Regions from separate parts of the Zea mays genome. Here all the other regions are linked to region 1. A link is a contact called in public Hi-C data. All regions are on one chromosome and are shown on one strand. The core of a region is the stretch at or near the end of the contact, and the rest is flanking DNA. Distances in the headings are between cores, read along the strand shown.

Region 1 (4,517 bases), core at 843-3,342:
CCACGTTAGAGTCTTGCATAATAAGGCACAAGAGGATCTAGTAGATCTCCATTTAAGCATTGCATCCATCATTGAAAGGATGGACTTGAAGCAATTATAAAAGACTTAAAAGTGTGGTTCTCAGGGGGAGAAATTTGCATACTCCTAAATTGAATCTTGAACAGGAAGTTCAAATACCTAATTATAGCCTTAAGATTAAATGAAGAAAAATGTGATTTGTACTCTTTTCCCCTTATGTGAGTTTTCAATAGAAGTTTCTCACGTATGGTTTTTAATGAGACAAATCATGCAACACAGCAAGCGTGAGCCATGTACTCTTTCTCCAAATTTTCCCACTGGGTTTTGTGGAGTTTTGGGACATGTGTATCTCACGGCAAGAGGGCCAAGGGGGAATGTTAAGAAACCAGTTTAGGCCCCGAAGGCCCATGTGACTCATCTAGCCAAAACCCTAACTATGCACTATATATAGAGGAGGACATCACCATTTGTTGTAACCAGTGAACAGAATACATGAATGAGAATATCAGTTCCTCCTATATCTTTGTATCTTCAGTTTTTTATAAGTTAAGAAACCTTTGTACTACATTCAGTAGCAAAAGGTTCTTAACACGAATCACCGCCGCGCGGGTGCCATTACCCGTTGTCGCGGTGCGCGTGCGCATTTGATGCGGGGTTGGTGCGGATTCCTCGCAGCAGCAAATGGGGGCCGTTGCTGGCCCGTGGCCGGGTGGGGTGGGACATGGCTGTACTGGGTGCGCTATTTTTTTAAGCCGGAATATGCTTCCGTTGCTCGCACGATCTGGTCTGATTCCGAGCTTTTTATCGTCCTTCTCTACGCGGCTACGCCGGACGTAGCGAGCTGTGACGGCGTACTGTGCTGTGCTGCCTCTGCGACTCTGCGTGACGATCTGCTGCGGCCACTGCGGCGTAGCGTCGAGAGGAGCGGTGACGGCGTGCTGTGTTGCCTGGGACAGAGCAGCGAGGAACGCCTTCCACACTCGATCCAGATAATTTAGCGCTTGGAGACAGTAGACGATTGGAGCACGAGCACGACGGATCCGTTCCTCAAATGATGTTGTTCGCGAGTTCTTTTTTATAAAAGAAAATGTCAGTATACAGACGACAGTACGTAATCTGGACGAATCGATTCGAGGCGATAGCTGATCTGCCCGTCTCACCCACCTTTGGACTTTGGGTTGCCGTGGTCTGCCACCGGCACCGGGTCACAAAAATGTCTCTGCAGCTCGCGTTCAGAACAGGAAGGCATCAGGCTGCCATGCTTCTCAAAGCCGGGATTCATGGCTGGCTTGCCGTTGCTGCTTGCGCGCGGTGGCCATTGAATTGAACAGTGCGTGAGATAGAGGACGGATCATGCCGGTGGCACCCTGCTCGAGAATAGTGGCCGGCGTTACTATTTCAGCAGGCCAGGGCCAGTGGGCCACCCACCGCTCGCCTCACGTGGTCCGCGCGTCCGTGAACCCGTCGCTGCTCCGGTGGCCTTCCAAAACCCATACACCTAAGAAAGTTTCAAATTCTAACATTTCAATCATTCAAATATCAAATAATCACACAAAAATAAGCTTAACTTCAAATATTACGAACTAGATGATTACATAATTTCATAGTTAAACAAACAATATACCAAGAATGATTTGTTTAACTAAGATAGACTTTATTAGACAATAATAACGATATACTACAAGTACATTTTATCCATAAACATGCAGCTATAGGTAGTATCTACCCATATCCGTATGCATTATCAACGAATAGAGATTATTGTCCGATTATTGTCCATTGACATATTCAATTTTATAGAGATTATTCTATACCGTCCTTATATGATTATATCGAGTAAAATCTGTTGCATTTCTATATCATTTTTATATCGGTTAAAACTACTGGTCATTGAGATTTAGGTTTCGGGTAAGTATTACCATCTCTAATTCTGAGTGCCCACCTGAGCGCAGACGATAGCGTTGACATGCCACACGGCCCAATCATGCCCGTCCAAATTTATATCCTTTCTCCCCGTACGATCGTTCAGATTGACGGCCATGATGCACCCTACGAGAAGCTTCCCTTTCTCCTTGTCCTTGCAACCCTCCGCCCTTTCGGTTGTCGCAATATAAACTTGCCGGGGAGCGTGGCGACCATTTGCCCCCAGCAGATCTTGTGACCCTCCCTCAGCCGCGTCGCGTCGCATCCTACGATCCAAAGCTCTCTCTGGTCGCAGGTCGCAGCCATGGCGAAGAACTACCCGACCGTGAGCGCCGAGTACAGCGAGGCTGTGGACAAGGCCAGGCGCAAGCTCCGAGCCCTCATCGCCGAGAAGAGCTGCGCCCCGCTCATGCTCCGCCTCGCGTAAGCCTCTTCTCCCCCACCTACCTCCCCTGCGCTGCGCGCGGATTTCCAGATCTTCGTGGGCGAGTTTTTTCGGTTGCATGATTTGGGTTTCCGTTTGGTCGCGCAGGTGGCACTCCGCGGGGACGTTCGACGTGTCGTCGAGGACCGGCGGTCCATTCGGCACGATGAAGCATCAGTCGGAATTGGCTCACGGCGCTAACGCGGGGCTGGACATCGCGGTGCGGCTGCTCGAGCCCATCAAGGAGGAGTTCCCAATCCTCTCTTACGCCGATTTCTACCAGGTCTGTCCCTGACCCCGCATCGATCTGGTTGAATGATTCGATCTGCCTGAACGGATGTGCGTTTTGACCACGTACCTTTCTGTCTCTGCTCCTGTTGCAGCTCGCGGGAGTTGTGGCCGTGGAGGTCACCGGTGGGCCTGAGATTCCCTTCCACCCCGGTAGGGAGGTGAGATTTTCGTCCTTTTTTTTGTCGTCCATCTTTATCTGCCTTTGGGTTTAGCCAGGGCTTAACCTTTTGTTTCGAAATCTCCGAAGAGGTTGGTGTGAAGATCGTTTGGTTAGATCGTGGTTGCTTAGTACGACCTATCTATTTGCCTTTTACCATTTGCTTGGTAGATACCTCTTACAGTTAGCGATAACCATTTCTTCATGACACGTGATTTTATCGCTGCAGGTAACCTTTGTTTTCCTGTAAGCTTTGTCTCTGATGTTTGTGTCCACTAGTTCAGGTTTCGATTATTTTATAGATATCATATTGAACATTGTGCTGTGAAAGTTAATTTACCCATTTAGTGTAATCTTCCTCAATATATGAGATACAGCTGTCAGTATGTGTATAGTTAGTACTCCGTATTTCATTGTTTGTTTGCATTCCTTGTCTCTTGTAGATGTGGTAGGGTAGTCCTATTACTAACTCTAATGATTTTTTTTTCATACTTACAGCTCTCCAGGGTGTTTGAGGAAAAACATCAAAAAATTTGTTGCTTTTAGAAGCTGTTTCTAACATCAATGGTTCCTTGGCAATTAGAAAATGTTCATATAGCCTTCGTTTTGTGAAGTACTGTTGAAATGCTTGATTTCTCATGGACAAATAATCAGCCGTTTTGTCATTTCATATTGGTGTTCTCCATCCAACTTTTTAGTGCTTTGAATGATTATATATACTTATTCACAGTACCTGTTTTGTGCCGTCTAGATAGTTCTGGTTGCCTTACCCAGATGATGTTGTGCATTATGCAGACCACGCACACGTATGATCCCAGTTGATACGTTGTCATATTATACACATAGACCATAAATTTTCTGCATGTTGTCTAAAGCTATCTATTTTCCCGTGATTTGTCATTATGATGTTGGGTGACAATTAGTTAACATTTGGTGATAAAGTTGTTTGCTTATACCCCCCTTTTTCTCTTGAAATTCTTATAAGTATAGAGATTGCTCTTGAAATTCTTACAAGTATAGAGATTGGCATGACTGACTGATAGTATTTTTTGTTCCACCCCTTTTTTGTCACCAATGTTTGTCAATGTAAACACCTAAGTATTTACATCTTTTATTGTCTCTTTCAGGACAAGCCTCAGCCCCCACCTGAGGGCCGCCTTCCTGATGCCACTAAGGGTAGATCTCTCGTCTTCACTATGATTGTCTTGAATGATGAATTGATTGGTTATATTTACCACATGTTCTTCATTTGCCAATTTTCTTGGCTAGGATATACTATACTGTCATTGATTTCTTGCTGCCCCTTTTTTAACCAGGTTCTGACCACCTGAGGCAAGTTTTTGGCAAGCAGATGGGCTTGAGCGATCAGGACATTGTTGCCCTCTCTGGTGGCCACACCTTGGTTTGTTACTGTCACTCATGTTTGTTTCAGGTATGTAATATGTATGCTTGCACTTATTTAATTTTCTTGAGGTTTATTTAGGGAAGGTGCCACAAAGAGCGGTCTGGTTTCGAGGGGGCCTGGACTACAAACCCTTTGGTCTTTGACAACTCTTACTTCAAGTGAGTCTTAGTCTCGTTTACTATTGAAAAGCAACTGCATTTAGTTAGGAAATACTTAAAATTTGTTTACCTTGTTATGTCATTCCTGGCCAGCTGACTGCTACACTAGAAATCAATCTATTCCATTTCTCCCAAACTATT
Region 2 (4,517 bases), core at 927-3,426, 460 kb after region 1:
GCTATGCCGTTGGCGAGGAGCAGCAGCGCGGGAGACACCGGACAGCGGGCGTGGGGAGTCGGACGGCGGCGGGCGCACGGTGGCCGGCGGTGGGCGCACGGGCGCGGCCGGGGCCTCGGCGAGCGCGCAGGCGCGACGGCTGCCTCGGTGAGCGCGCAGGCGTGGCGGCGACGAAGCGGGCACGGCGGCGAGGCGATGGCGCGGAGAGAGAGAGAGCAGCGAGCGCGAGAGAGAGAAATGAAAATCGAAACGGCTCTAGCGCCGTTACCTTGAAATCAGTAATCTCCGACGGTTACGCTGCCAGCCGTCGGACATAACCTTATATCCGACGGCCTCGTACACAGCCGTCGGAGATAAGCAGTATTTCCGAGCGCCCGTTGTGGCCGTCGGACATAACCTTATCTCCGACGGCCTCGTAGGCGGCCATCGGAGATAAGGTGGTCGTTGGATGTTTGTTAGTTTACTGTAGTGTTAAAAACTAGTAAGTATTGTAATATATATAAAATAAGTATCGTTAAATGTATATAAAATACAAACATTAATACATTTTTTATATAAATCTAGCTAGTGAAAGTTAAGATAATTAAAAACTAGATTTTATGCTGCAGCAAACATTCAGTGGCCACCAATAAGTCTCGTCATGCGGACCTGGTGCAAACTTTGCAATGCCCACCAAGGCACCAATCCGAAAAATAGTTGATTCAGATCCTTTATCCACATAGGAGTGAACGATTAGGTAAACTTTGCAATGCCCGGGGCTTTAACTTTGGTTAGAACTTAGTAGAACAGAGAGACTTCATAATAAGAAATGTAAAAGCTTCCCACGGTGGTTCATCTTTTCATGAAGCTGATGGCAGTGGCAAGCTGCGCCGCGCGTGTGTATCTGGACAACCGGAGGAGGACATCACGAAGATCAACTCAAATTCGTCAGTACCACCTGCAGATCTGCTTCCACTTCATGGCCACGTTTTCCGGAATTCTTCTGAATTTCTGATACCGAGCATTACCAGAATGCGACCGTACAAGCTTGCGCACCCCGGCCCTGAAAGTGGAGCAAAAGCAGCACCGAGGAGGCATCGGAACCTGGAAACTTTCCTGTTTCGACCGCTCAATGTCAATGCAGCCCTGCAACAGCTGGGTGGCTCCATGCATGGTGTGAAGAACCAAAACACTGCTGCCTTTTTCCGGCCTACATCCATGATCCGCCAAGATGTTTCTCGATGGTGGTAGACATTTTCAGTCTTTGCTTGCGAGATAACTGATGACGCTGGATGATGAAGTCCACTCCGCTGAAACTGCAAGGTTTGAAGGCTATGTGTATGAAGGTGACTGGTCACTAATCTGCTTTTGGCAAGAAGAAGCCACATCCCACAGCCCGGATGTTGATCTGATGCACAAGTCAGAGTCACAAAACGAAGCAGCGGCACAATGCCAGTCTGAAAAGAGTTCAAAATTAGGTTGTATAGCATTAAGTTTCCTTTTAGGACCAGTCCGGCTCTAGAAAACTTAATAGAGTTGGTGTTATGTGCTAAAAAAATCGTGAAAGTAAAAAATTTGAACCTTTTGAAAACATTTAGGGTGTGTTTGGCATGGCTCTGCTCCACCCCAGAGCAGCTCTACTCTAAAACTCTGGGTGGAGCAGCTCTGCTCCAGAGTTTAGATTGTTTCTCATAACCAGTGGCAATGGCGGGTAAATAACTCAAAACTCCATGACTAGGTTGCTTTTTTGGAGTTTTCAGAGCAGCAAAAGAGGTACTCCAAAAAATTGTACTGCAGCTCCAAAAACTCCATAGAGTTTACAACTCTGGAGTTATGGTGTTTGGCATGCTCTGGCCAGCTCCTCCTTGGAGTTTTGCTCTGGAGCCATGCCAAACAGGCCCTTAGATAGATTATTTTGTTTATTTAGCTTGCTGATGAAGCTGGAATCCGGAGTAGTCCTAAACATTCTCTAACGCCTCTTTTGGCATGGCTCTTTTAATTCAACAGTTCTTTAAAAAATATCTCAAAGAAAATAGAAAATAGGTAGAAGCGGCCTCAGAAACCGAGCGAAATCAGAAGGGCAAAAAAAAAAAGGCTTCACTGACTCTCTCTTGTCCACCCCTCTCACGTAAAGACAGAAGGAGCCAGAGCTGTATGCAAGAGCTCTACCAAAACATGGCCCAAATACAGTCTAGTACAATTGGGCCAGCGTGCTCAGATAAAAGGCCCATAGAAGAATGTGGTTAGGAGCAAGGGCGAAGGGAGTAGGACAAGTATTACGGGAAATTGATTTTCGGCCTGCTTTGTATACGGACCAGGCCGATTCTAGAAGCGCCTGAGTTCTTGCTTTTCCGTGAGATTCACGGGGTACGAAAATTCTTTTTATTCAACAAAAAAATGGATGCCACGTGGAGTCCTCAACCTACAATACTGAGCATCAAGTAATCATTGTCCACTGACTACCGTTGATATGCACCGTTCAACCAAAAAATGTTGAATCCTAGCCCTGACCTTGAAGGTAAAAAAAATGCTCTGAACCAAGCCTATCAGCGATTCAATTCGCCTTGAAGTTAAAAATTCGCAGCAGCCCCGGTAGCTGTTCCGTGACACGCAGTTGGTGAAACGTAACGAGAGGCCCGCCCGCCAGTGAGCGCGCCGCGGCACCTACCCAGATACCCAACGCAAAGAGTTCCCTCCCACTTGACTAATACGACGGTCGGCACGGCGTCACACACACACCAAAAAAAAAAAGCGCCCTCGAATTGACGAGCCAACGGCGGCGCTAACCGCCGGCCAGGCGGCCAGGGGGAGAAGAACGCACCCCCAAAATTTCGCCACCGCCGTTCGCACAACCAACCACATCAGCAAAGTCAAGGCCGTGCCGAGCGAGCGTCCACCGCGTTTTTCGTTCCCTCCCCCAGACAGAAAACGCCAGCCGAACTCCAGCGGTGACATGTGCGCGTCGACGCGCCGTGCGAGTGCGACGGGGTGAGTTGGATCTGGTGGCCGTGCGCGTACAGCGTAGTACTGCCAAGCTACATGGCTGGCTGGCTTAGACGGAAGGAAGAGCACGCGTATATTTATTTGTTAATGCTAATAACAAAAGCATTTGCTTGCGTGTGCTTAAACTTGCAGCTGACCACAACCACAACCGCAACGAACGGGGCGCGATGAGCGTCGGTGGTGCACGAGGCGCGCGCCGGGGCCGGGCGACACGAAACCTCGTGCCATATGGGGCAAGTATGAAAACAGCTCATCCTCCGGCTTTTAGTTCCCTTCCCTGCTAGTACTAGTCAGGGCCTTTGAGAAACTAATCCCATGTCAATTGTATACTATACCAGTAGTAGTTGTATGCGTCACGGTTGTCTCCGCTGCCTGCTGCGTACGTCATGGGGTTTTTCCCTTCGCCCGCGACCGACAGAAGCGGGGGGAAACCCGCGGTAGGCGAAAGGACCGTTTCGCGGACGTGCATGTGGCCACCGGCCGTAGAGATGGGAACGGCAAATTCGGGAACGACTCCCCTTTCCCGTCTCGGCCGTCCGCCGAGAGTAAAATTCCCTTACTAAATACAATATTTATAGAGTTAAATTAAAACTGGTTATATTGTGTCGATACAAATTTAACAAACAAGATTTAAAAATACAAGGAAAGTCTTCTTTAAAGTATAGCTTGTTATTTTATAATAGACTATGCTCTAAATTTTAGTATAATTTTAACATGGACTAATTTAGATGAAGAAAACTTCGTGGGATGGGTATGCGACTATGCGGCGAACGGGTCCCCGCGAACCCGACGGGAACAAAGTGTTCACCGTTTCGATCCCCGTGGAGACTAAATTATCCGTCTACGTGCACTAATAGAGAAATTCTCTGTGTGAAATTGGGGATCGGTCCTATTGCATCTCTAGCTGGCCGGAGACAGACACACTGCCGGTTTGTTTTCCATTTCCCTGTTTTGGCTCTGGCCTGTGGGTGGCCGGTTCCATCCCGTCGTAGTAACAAACTCCTTGCTTCATCTGCAAGAAGATGCACGAAACGAGCTGCTACCTACTACTGTAGGTGCTATCGCTGTGGTTGGCCTGTGGGGTACTACTACTAGGGTGCCAAAGAATGGGGGAGAAGGTGGTCGCTTTTTTTTTAATGGCCAAGTTCTTGTTTGTGAGCTGCAAACGAATGATGAATCGCTGACGACCATTGAGCAAAGCGAGCTGTCCTTCTTCTGGGTTGGCGGGTTGAGGCCCTTCGATGTGAATGGGTTGGAGTCAGGGGGATGAAAATCGTGTGTGCTCATCACATGCATGCGCTGTCTGACGACTGACAAAGTGACAACATTCGGGGGGGTCGGTATCGGTACCCAGCCGGTTGCGACCAATCAGCTCGGCGGGCTGAGCTGAGAGAGTGCCCGGCGCTCCGTTGCCTGTCCGCCACCGCGGGACCGCAGGCCACAGCAGAACAAGAAGACCAGGCCGGGCTCGGAGGGAGAAAAGCGCCGCTCATCGGCCGGCCGGCCCCGCCCCGGTGCCGCGGGGGTCGGTCAGA
Region 3 (4,517 bases), core at 1,033-3,532, 270 kb after region 1:
TCTTCTCACTTGTGTGTGTGTTTGCGGTGTGGATTTAATTCTAGTGTGCGTTGCTCTTCCAAACCTTACTTCGTTCCTTCATTGTGATCTTTGTTGTAAGGGCGAGAGACTCCAGCTTGTGGAGATTTCTCGCAAACGGGAAAAAGAGATAAGCAAAGAATACCGTGGTATTCAAGTTGATCATTGGATCACTTGAAAGGGGTTGAGTGCAACCCTCGTCCATTGGTACGCCACAACGTGGAAGTAGGCAAGTGTTACTTGGCCGAACCACGGGATAAAATCGTGTGTCTCTTGTGTTGATCTCTTTGTGATTGTCTTGCCCACAAGAACTTGCTTCGCAACTACTTAGTAGCACTAACATTTCTATAACCAAGTTTTGTGGCTATTAGTTGTTGAATTTTTACAGGATCACCTATTCACCCCCTCTAGGTGCTCTCACACACACCTAGAGTTATCAGTGCCGCATATTGCATTAATGGATAAGGTCATCTCCTCATCAGACCTACTTCCACTTGTCTCCAAAAAATCCAACATCTCATCAGACATCAATGGTCCTCTATCTCCTCCATCCTCTAAAGTAATACAATTCAGCTGTGGGTGTACAAGGGCCTTGCACTTGTGTCCTAGCACATATTTTTCCACACCTCTAACACAAATCATTTGCTCTTCTATATTCTTTTAACTTCTTGGCCTTCCACACCCCCTTGTGATTCTTGGTTCTCCTTCATGATGCGTGGCAGAACTGTTCTTGCTCATGCACTCTTCTTCACCGAGGGAGCTTGTCTGTTTTGCCACTTCTCATGTTTCAAGGACAATTGTGCTGCCATCGAAACTGTCTTAGGAGACTGAGTTTCCACCACAAGCTTCAACTCATGTTTGAGGCCCAGCATAAACTGAGTTACTAGTAATGTCTCACTAACCGCTTTGTCAAATAGTTTGATGTAGTAAACCAACTTCTCAAACTGAATTTTGTATCCCAGCACTGATCCAATCTGTCACAAGGTTAGTAACTCTAGCATCTTATCAGAATGTGTGGATACTCAAACTCATCCAATATCGACATCTTGAAGTGAAAGCACTCCATAAATTCGACTGAATCACGTAAAGCCTGGTACCAGTGAGCAGCCCTACCTCTCAAATGAAGAGATGTAGCACTAACTATGAACTCCTCAGGAATCTGGTATAACAAAAAATAAGCTTCACAATTATCGATCCAAACTCTAGCCTCATCTACATCAAACATCGGGAACTCCAACTTTGGCAACCAGCTTCTTCGATGATTCGGATCAGCATCTGCACCCATTTTGTTGCTAATCTCATGTCCCGACCTTGCTTCCTCGACCGACAAAGTAGCAGATATAGAGGAAGATACATGAACTCCAGGTGGTCTGACATGAGGGTGTGCTCCCATTAATCTGTCGCCCGCAAAAACCCACAGTGTTGTGGGTCCACCCCGGGCTGCAGTCGTCACCGCGCTAGACAGCCGTACTTGCTCTTGAGACATCTAGGCCAAAGAATTAATGGAGAGATCCATCTTGGCATGAAGATATTGCGTAATCTTGTCATGCTCCACCTGACGCGTCTCAATCTCTTCCAATTTGTTAGACAAGGTGTCCAACCCGTCCAACTTCTTTGATAGCTCCTTGATCGTCACTGTCGAAGCCTCCAAAGCCCGTTGAAACTTCCCGGACATCCGCGTCTCCACTTCCTCCATGGCGGCGATCAGATGGTGCGCTTGTGCAGAGGGTCGACTTGTAGCCATGGTGGTACAAGTCATGATTTTTACTGGTGTATTTTTGATCCGACAGTAACCGGTGTGTTTTCCATATTGAGCTTTCGTTTTCGATGTTTTCAAATTACTGATGTCGTTCCCGTTTCCGGAGTTGTCACTTTCGATTTTGTTTCTGATGAAAAATATGAAAACGAAAATGGTTTTAGTGTTTACTGTCTGTTTCAGATTTTAGGTATTCCCAGTTTAGGTTTGTTATTTCGGATTTGAGTTTCAGTTAGCGAGTTTTTTCAGCCCTGGATATGACCATAGGTGGTCACGATATATCTTAGAGCATCTCCAACAATAACTCAAACTTGTGCTTCAAATTAAAATATGGGGCTCTTTGTAGAAAAAACTACTACAATAGTGTCTCATTTCATAAATTTTTCTTAAAAATTATATGACATCCTCTCAAGTGACTTATAATCTAGATTTAAGAATTTAGTATTGGAACGAGATATTTTATTGTTGTCATAAATTTTATAAAATATACTTATTTTTAAATTGTAGAGCATTTTTATAGGTCATTTGTCGGAGATGTTACCACTGTCATCCTGCTCCTGCGCCTCGACTAGCAGATTCTACCATTTAAAAATCCCACAAAATCCCCAACCCCTCCTATCTCCTAGTGCATTCCACCGCTCACCATGGCCGCCGCCGCCATCGAAGCAGCTGGTCGCCGGAAGGGTAGCTGCTTCTTGGAAGTCGGCCGCCGCGAGATCGGCTCTTCATTCCCCCGCGTCTCTTCCCGCCGAATCAGCGGCTCCGAGGTTCTTTCCTTCTCTGTTAATTTCTGTTTGATCCTGGCACTTCGAATTTTGGAATCCTTCCGGAATTCAGTATCTCCTACTCGGTAGATGATTCGACCATATCTGCTCGGTGAACTTTGGAAGGCAATGCGTAAGGGTTCATATATCTCTCGGTTGGGTAGAGTACGATGGCTGGTGGGTAGGTTTAGGTTCTATTGTTGATGTGGCGTTGAGCTTGTTTGTACCCGTTTAGCAACTTCATTTTGCGAATTTATGGAACTAGTGCTGTAAATCTCAATCTCAAATTTAAGCGTCCGAATAAGACTGTCTGCTGTCTGGGCCTATAGATTAGACACAATTTTACTACTGATGAAATTTGTGACATGGGGGATAAGATTTATACATTTTGTTCAAGTTTGATGTCTACTAGTTGGCTAGTTTCTTTCCCAAGCGTTTCTTTTCAAGCTTGACGAATGTCGTATTGGATGGCATGTGTTACAAGATGTTCCAACTCTAGCTATATAACGTAAAGAGGGCAGACCTAGTGCTAGAGGTTCCTACACTTGTGGAGTCTAGAAAAAGGATGAACCAAGGCACCCCGCAAATACGGTGAGGTTGCTTCAAATTGGCGACCTGATGGCTCAGTAAGACAACTTTCACCACTGCACCAGGATTGCCCTTCTCTATATAACAGATCATGACGATGATTTTTGTGGTAGTTTTGCTATATAACTGTTTCTTTCTACGATACAGAGTTGGCTTTAATCACTGTTCTTATATGTGGTGCTAATTGCTTGTCATTTTTGTCTTTCTTCTTCGAGGGAGTAGCATATAGTGTCGTCTATGTCTCAGTATGGAAAATTGCATGGTCATGAAGGCTGTGTTAATACCGTAAGCTTCAACCCTGCTGGAGACCTCCTTGTGTCTGGTTCAGACGACACAAACATCATACTATGGGACTGGCTTTCTAAAACTAAAAAGCTTGTTTACCCTTCTGGTCACCAAGATAATGTCTTCCATGCTCGTGTGATGCCGTTTACTGATGACAGCACCATCGTAACTGTTGCTGCTGATGGCCAGGTTTGTCTCTACCAGCAATGATTTGGATGGATGCATTACATTTTTTTATCTGTCTCAAACAAGTTCAAGGAACTTTTTACCATGATTTATTTCCTGGCACGTGAATCATGTGTAAAGAGACTGAGGTCATTGCACATAATATCGTAATAAATTATTATGAGAAAGACAGCTGTATGTAGAATACCGTTCATCAGCCTTGCAACCCTAAGTAACTTATGCAACACATTCGTAAACCATGTTGAGCTTCTGCCGTGGTTCTAGGTAATTTGTTTTTTAACCTACTCTCTCCATCCCAATGTAATTGAAGCTATGGTTTTCATGCCGGTCAAAGTTTCTCAAGTTTGAGTAGACTTGTAGAAAATATTAGCAACATGTGTATATCCGAATAAATTTATTGTAAAAATAGATTAGGAAATCTATCTAATGCTAGTAATTATGTACTATAAATATTAATGTTTTCTTGTATATATTTAGTCAAATTTAAAAATGGTTGACTCCTCGAAAAGCGAGTCTATTTTGGGACGGAGGGAGTAGATGGCATGATGGCAACTATTATTTCATGCATAGGACATCACCTATACCCTTAATAAGGCAAACTACAAAAATGGAGTAGATGGCATGATGGCAACTTATGTCAGCATTGCAGAAATCCTTCAACGAAAAACACTAAGGCAAACTACAAAAACATCATTTTCCCTCTCAGGCTTTTAGCTTCGAACCTCTTTTGTCTAAACTGGAGCAGCGCTTTCAAAAGTTAAGGCTATGCAGAATTTAAACTTTGCTGTTGTGGAAATTGACCCACAAATGCTTGCATGCATCTTTATTGTCGTGCCCTGAAATACATATTATTTTGAAGTAAGCTTGGCATTGCCTACTTTTTAATTTTCTTTTTACTTAGTACCATATTGGAAATGATG

The links. Hi-C and Micro-C count contacts between places; a contact is called where the count stands out from the background.
Region 2: a contact with region 1 is called in a Hi-C map of tassel, with 2.2 times the contacts expected there. The contact joins the enhancer-like site here to the promoter of LOC100285887 in region 1. A contact is called at or near these places in 2 of 25 Hi-C or Micro-C datasets (ear and tassel).
Region 3: a contact with region 1 is called in a Hi-C map of leaf, with 2.4 times the contacts expected there. The contact joins the promoter of LOC103634486 here to the promoter of LOC100285887 in region 1. A contact is called at or near these places in 3 of 25 Hi-C or Micro-C datasets (endosperm and leaf).

What each region holds. Positions count from the first base shown.
Region 1 is chr1:43,522,663-43,527,179 of Zm-B73-REFERENCE-NAM-5.0, forward strand. It overlaps LOC100285887 (APx1 - Cytosolic Ascorbate Peroxidase), which reads left to right and starts at 2,093. Exons shown (of 9, transcript NM_001159274.2): 1 at 2,093-2,364; 2 at 2,474-2,648; 3 at 2,749-2,814; 4 at 3,941-3,989; 5 at 4,130-4,215; 6 at 4,297-4,376. The coding sequence starts at 2,246.
Region 2 is chr1:43,978,100-43,982,616 of Zm-B73-REFERENCE-NAM-5.0, forward strand. No RefSeq gene overlaps it. Among protein-coding and RNA genes, the nearest start is that of LOC100281273, 4.8 kb to the right of the region's middle. Within about 2 kb of position 2,177, at least 20 of the 20 cell types and tissues checked have an H3K27ac peak or open chromatin away from gene starts, as enhancers often do. A contact at or near this core is called in ear and tassel, where this site is marked.
Region 3 is chr1:43,789,879-43,794,395 of Zm-B73-REFERENCE-NAM-5.0, forward strand. LOC103634486 (DDB1- and CUL4-associated factor 8) reads left to right here and starts at 2,283. Exons shown (of 5, transcript XM_008656225.3): 1 at 2,283-2,541; 2 at 3,349-3,600. The coding sequence starts at 2,419.